Linked DNA regions of Sus scrofa: region 2 is linked to region 1. A link is a contact called in public Hi-C data. All regions are on one chromosome and are shown on one strand. Each heading gives the region's core, a stretch centred on a gene start, on an enhancer-like site or on the middle of the called end of the contact. The rest is flanking DNA. Distances are from core to core; before and after follow the strand shown.

Region 1 (3,251 bases), core at 448-2,947:
GCAATCCAGGCAATAACACCTAGAAGTTAACTTTCTCGGTAAGTCCTTGACTTAAATAGGAAGAGAGAGAAGCAACTCTCTAAGGTAACATTCACCAGCTGATTGGCCTTCTCATGGGGAAAAAAAAAAACAAATCAGTAAGAGTATAGGCAACATAACAAGTTCTCTTAAAAGGGCTGTATCACATAACTGAGTGCAATACTAATCCATCTCAAACTCAATGTTACTTTCTCCACTCACTCCTATCTTTCTCCACTCTGCCTTGATTTTGCTTTTAATCTTTTATGCTGCCTGCTTTGTCAGTGCTAAGTTAAAACTGCATAGTTCAAAACACCAATTGGTGGCCAAACTAAGGATTCTCAGAGCAGAAACATTCCCTGCTAATTCACTTATTCAGTAAATAATTACTGAGCATCGTTTATATGCCAAGCACAGTTCTACTGATCAGAGATAAAATAACTGAACAGTCAAGGTCTCTGCTCTCATGAAATTTATGGGGGTGTAAGGAGTATAAGAGTCAATAATTCAGAGTGAACATAATATACAGCGATGTGATAGAAAAAGAGTGGGGGTGAGAAGCTACTTTGGAATAAGTGTTCAGAGAAAACCTCTCTGTCAGCTTTAAGCTAAGATTTGAATACCAAGAAAAAAACAACCATCTTAAGAGCTGGTAGAAGAGTATTTCAAGGAAAGGAAAGAGCAAGGCATGCTAAGACCTTAAAGCAAGAGCTTTGTGTGTTAAAGAAAACAGCACAACACCAGTAAGAGGCCAAGGGGGTAGTGGCATGAAAGAGGTAGAGTATCGGGAGGAGAAGTCAGAGAGGCAACCAGGGACTACTATACTGGGAGTTGTAGGCCAGAGTAAGAACACTAGATTTTAAGTGTCATAGGTAACTACAGGTGAAGCGAGCAGTGTTACAGGGAGTGATACCATCTGACTTATGTTTTAAGACCATTTTTGCTGCAACGCGGAGAATAGAACGTTAGGATTCCAGGAGTGGAAATAGACAATTAAAAGGGTCTTGAAGAAGTCCAAAGAGGTATGATTGCAGTCTCAACCTAGACCTAAGGTGTAAATGGTGGAAGAGGTAGAAAATGACTGTATTCGTGTAATGTCTTGGAGGCAAGACAAGACCATAATAAAAGTCTTGAATGTAGAGAAAAAGGAAAGAGAGGAAACCAGAATGTCTTCTAAGTTTTTGGCTTCAATGGGAAAAATCAAGGGAATGGCCGTAATGACACTCAAGCCCACATCCCTAGAACAGACGAGGCCGAAGTAGGAGAGCAATACGTATGTCTAACCCACTGGGTGGCACCAGGTTCCGGGCTGTTTCCGAGGGTCCTACAAACTAGGAAAAAAGGGCAGGGAAGCAGCTTCTGACCCTTTCCGGCTGAACCGGACCATCGCTTCCCAAGAAGCCCCCTTTCACAGCTTGCCCCAGCGGCGAGCGAACTTGGCCCACTGGACAGATCCCTGGTCTGGAGGAAATCCTGAAAAATTGCAGGATTCGGTTTCGGGGCCCCGACTCTGCGCGGTGGTTTAAAGCAGCTCACCTGAAACACTCCTCGGTCCCAAAGCCGCCAGAGTCCAAACATCACCTCCCGGATTCAAACGAGCTGGCCCCGCCCCGCGCATGCGCTTCCGGGCGACGCTGGCGGCAACGGGGCGGAGCGGCGCGCCCTCCTGAAGCCTGATTGGTTGAGTCATAGCTCAGTGGCGCGAGGCAGCCCGCGCGCCGACGCTGACGTAAACCCAATTCCACAGAGCTGCAGGCCTCACCCGCCCGGCCCAGGAACGCGCGGCCGTTGCTGTTGAAAACGGCTGATTGGCTGATGTTTCGAGTGTTCTAATAATATTCTCAGTCGTCACCGTGCGTAAAACCGAGCAATTAGTGTCTCGATTTTTGAATTTAACAAGACCAATTATAGTGATCCTTTTGCTCAGATTGACCTCAAATGTCGGGACTTTGTAGGAAAATAAGAAATTGGAAACTTCACAATTTTAAAGGCTGATTCTCCCATGTAGGCGAAAGAATCAGGTTAAAGGGTCTGAGATCGCTGATGCTGTCTCTAGGATGTGGGAGGAGAGGACAGCTAAATCGGACAGCTAAATCTGTCCTTTTACCGAGGATGGGCACGCATACCTTCTAGCGTTTGCTGTAAACTTGTGTCCTGAGCCAGATGTGACACCTTGTATGTAGCCGGCCAGTCAACACGTAAAGATTCCCGACTGAGGAATCAATGGACCATAAACGGGCTGAAACAGCAACAAGGGCTTGAGACCTGAGCTTAGTCCCTAGTTTAATCTCTTACTAGAGAGAGAACTGGAGAGGACAGATAAAAATTTAATTACACTCACTGATTTTTTTGAGGCCAAACATACCGATAAACTGTAGGCAAAACTGCAGGAGGAAACTTTGCCGTCTTGGGGAGAGATGAAGAATCGGGCTAAGTTGATGCATTTGGGAAAGAATACGGCCGAAATCACTATTTACCACATCTTACATGGTTTTCAAAGTACTTTCAAGAACTCTTATTTAATCATGCTTAAGAACTGAGTGTTCAGTATTTTCTATGATAGCTGCTCTTCCTTTTCTAGTAAAATTGAAAATTTCACCAAGTCATTTTTCATAGTTTTAATCATGTCATAGACTCGAATAAATATAAATTGGAAAGAATTTGAAGCCTTCAAGCCCCTTGTTTTTTGTACATGAAATTGGGGCCCTGAGTGGTAAAATAACTTGCAATGAGTTTGTGGCACCGGAATTTGTACCAATCTGTGGCTACATATATAGTGATGGTTCGTCTTTATTTAATATACCTGCAATTTTTTATGAAGTCATTCTTCCACATTCCCTTGGCATCACTTAATGAAGCGGAACTCCCCAAACCTGGAAATTGTTTTGAGATCCTAATTCTGAGGCTTTCTGTCTTATACGCTGGCATCACAGAGTGTGGGGGAACTTAAATGAGATCAGAAAATTGGTAACCTCCTTAGTATAATAAGTTACCCTCCCCCTTCTCTTTCTTCTCTCACACCCACTCAAAAATAAAACTGCCTGAATCCCACAATATGACCCTTTCTGTCTAGATTTTCATTATTTTTCCAGACAATTTCCTCCAAACTTCAAAAATTTTTATTTTGAAAGAATGAGAGAAATAAGACAGAGAGGTATCAATTAACAAGAACAATGACATTGAAGAAAATACAATAATTTGTACTCCCCACACACACAACACCCCCACCCCCT
Region 2 (3,251 bases), core at 327-2,826, 260 kb before region 1:
AGAGAAGTTCTGGAGGGATATGAGTTGTTTTTTTGAGAAAATGAGGACTAGCGGGTAGGAAGAGTGAAGTGGATTTTTCACTTTTTACCCTGTATACTTCTACATAGTTTTAACTTTTAAATCACTGTAATTAGAATAAAGAGCAATGTTAGAAAAGTACGTGTTAATATGGCACATGTTAATAGTGGTTACTCTGGTAGATTTATGGATTTTTCAAAATTTTTGTCAATTTTTTGTGCCTTCTTGATTTTCTATAGAGAGTAGTTACCTTTATTTCAGGGAAAAATAACAGAAAACTAACAAAATGTTTACTTTTCTGGGATTGGTAGAGCAAATTTTATAAAATTTTCTCATTTTGTATGTGGATGACTTATCTGACACGGTCTGGGGAACACTGGGCCTCTTGGAAAGAAAGGACAAAGTGTAATAACTGCCCTAAAACTACACTGAGGATTCAAGTCAACATTTACTAATTGCCTATTATGTGCCTGGAACACTGCATCTGCCATGATAATAGCCTTCCTACGGACCGTCTTTAGTCTGAGTGACAGATTTACGAACTGGTATTTTGCCTGCCTTATTTCTTGGATGACCCATCCCATTTAACGTCCCTACAGCACTCTAGGCTTTCACGTCCCCCACTGTAGTGGCAGGGAAGTTCTACTTCATTACTGTGACTCCTGGGAAGGCCACGAGGACTCTGTTGCCTGAAGTAGGACCCAGGATTCCATTTAGGAGTGAAGAATTTGTGCACCTATGCCTGTGATATGTACAGACTTTTTATAGACCAAAATGCTGAGCTGTTATCTCTGGGTGTATTTTTTTTTAATTTATAGTATACTGTTATTTTTCCAATGTTCAAAATTGAGCATGTGAATTGTTACAAGCAGAAAAATAAACGTTATTTAAATATTTAATTCAATTTTTAAAAATTCCTTGGGCGCCTCTGTGAGGCACGCAGCATTTGCCTAGACGTGACTCTACAGATCAAATTCGCTTGGTGCCTCCCCCTACAGACAGACAATCAGGCACTGGAGACTGGGTGCCTGAATGGATGGACCAGCACTCAGACCTCTGGTCTCAAGATCAGGATCTTCCTAAACTAGGGACGTGGTTTTCCAATGTCTTTCAGCTTATGGTTTCTCTTAAGGGTCCTCTGAGACCCGCCCAGACAGACAGATATACAAAAACACAGACACAGTCACGAAACGTCCACCATTTCCCCACCAGGCGCAGCAAAGGCGGCTTCCCGGCACTGAGACGGGGGGAGGGGAGAGCGGGGGAGCGGAAAGCAGGGAACGAAAAAGGCGGAGGCGGCCCGCGGACCCCGCTTTGGTCTTCATCATCACCACCCCCCGGGGCCCCGGCTCCCACCCACACACCAACCTCTAACGATACCGGATAATTTTCCTCTTTCTTCCCTCAAACGGCTATAGCGAGACGGTAGACGACGACCAGAACTACTTCTGCTCACGTAAGCGACTGGTCACGTGAGGACCTACGTCATGTGAGATCTCGGTCACGTGAGCACTGCTCGGCTCTACCGCGGGATCATTAAAGTGCCGCACTTCCTTCTGGTATGACAATAGGGCGGGTCGATATTCAGAAAAAGATGGTATGGTTGGTGGCGGGGCGTCTTCTCTGACTGGTTATTGGTCCGCCTCTGGGGATAACCATCCCAGTTGCCGGAGAAACAGTTTCGTCATTGCTTAACAACTCACCGATGATTGGGTAGGCGAGCGAAGTTGGGTTCCGCGGGCCGCCTCCGCCTTTTTAGCCCTTAAGAACCTAGAAGCCCAGGTGACTCCTGGAGATCTCTGTTGCGTGATGACAGCTACGATGAAGCCGGTGAGCAGGGTCCGGCGGCTGGGCTACGTGCTGCCATTTTGCTTCCTGGCCCAGGTTCTCTGGGGCGTCCCAGGGGCCCGGGCCCTGAACAACGGCTTGGCGAGGACCCCTACCATGGGCTGGCTGCACTGGGAGCGCTTCATGTGCAATGTGGACTGTCAAGAAGATCCGGATTCCTGTATCAGGTATCAGAAATACTGGGTACATTCTTCCCTTCGCCTTTCCTTCCGGCTACCGTTGAAGGCATGGAGGGTCGCAGCGAGAAAATTCGAGCCCCAGGGAGAGCTGCCCTATTGCTCCTGCTTTTTTTTTTTTTTTTTATCGCCAGCAAACTAGCCTGGATGGGAACTAGCCCTAAATTTTCTCCATGTAGCCTCCCCACCCCACCCGCCGGGGTGGGAGTCCGGCCAGAGACCTCTACTTCTCCGCCTCTCTCTGCCTAATCACCCAGTTAAGGATGTTCTCCACTTATCATCTGGTTCTGTTCAGACCCTTATTAAGAGCTACTGCTCTCTCTCTGCGAGGTACTAGCAGTGAAGACAGCTGTGGTGAGTAGGAAGGACAGAGGACTATGACACGTGCCCTTTCTTCCTCTTTTTGGGTCATGGGTTCCTTGGCTGTAAGTGGAAGCAATTTAGAGAGACCATGGAGTCTCTGAGATCACCCCTTCCTGTAGCCCTTGAGTATAACATCTGGTTGGAAGGTTGACGTCAAGGGCCTTTATCTTTTGAAGATAAAAGGTTAGACTGGATAAGACAGATATTGATCCTATCTGATCCACACAGCCTTCATCTGTAAATTGTCACAGATTCAGCTCGGATCCTGCATTACTGTAGCCTTGGCATAGGCCAGAAGCTGCAGCTCCCATTAAACCTTAGCCTGGGAACTTCCCTATGCCACGGGAGTGGCCCTAAAAAAAAAAAAAAAAGAAAGAAAAAAAGAAAAGAAAAGACCAAAAAAAGCACAGTGCAGTACCAGGCCCTGCACTTGGGCATATAGAAGAAATGTTCTTAACCTGAACTGCATGGGGAAAATAAGGCAAATTTGCAAATATTAAGTATGTGTGTTTTTCTGAAGAGAGAATCTTGAACTTTGTTCAGATTTTCACAGGGATCTGTAGTCTAGAAAAGGTTAATAATCCCTGACTGATAGTGTTAAAAACATAATAACATGCTTGGTGCATAGGCTCCTCTGTAAGCAGCATATGGTACATCACAGTGGCCATAAGTTATTCCTATGAATGTCTTTACAGACGAAGTCAGGATGTTGATCAAAGGTGACAGAATTGGAGTTCCCGTTGTGGCTCAGCGGATTAAGAACCTTACATAGTCTCCATGAGGATGTGGATTCGACCCCTGGCCTTGCTCAGTGGGTTAAGGATTCCGTGTTGCCACAAACAACGA

What was found. Hi-C and Micro-C count contacts between places; a contact is called where the count stands out from the background.
Region 2: a Hi-C map of heart right ventricle shows a contact between it and region 1, with 4 times the contacts expected there. The contact joins the promoter of HNRNPH2 here to the promoter of CENPI in region 1. A contact is called at or near these places in 1 of 47 Hi-C or Micro-C datasets (heart right ventricle) and 1 of 2 datasets of contacts at active chromatin or transcription factors (alveolar macrophages).

The regions. Positions count from the first base shown.
Region 1 is chrX:82,774,821-82,778,071 of Sscrofa11.1, reverse strand. It overlaps CENPI (centromere protein I), which reads right to left and starts at 1,697. Exons shown (of 21, transcript XM_003135236.4): 1 at 1,555-1,697. It overlaps TMEM35A (transmembrane protein 35A), which reads right to left. Exons shown (of 2, transcript XM_003135235.4): 2 at 3,120-3,251.
Region 2 is chrX:83,030,850-83,034,100 of Sscrofa11.1, reverse strand. HNRNPH2 (heterogeneous nuclear ribonucleoprotein H2) reads right to left here and starts at 1,576. Exons shown (of 2, transcript XM_021079664.1): 1 at 1,387-1,576. It overlaps GLA (galactosidase alpha), which reads left to right and starts at 1,828. Exons shown (of 7, transcript NM_001177925.1): 1 at 1,828-2,033. The coding sequence starts at 1,828.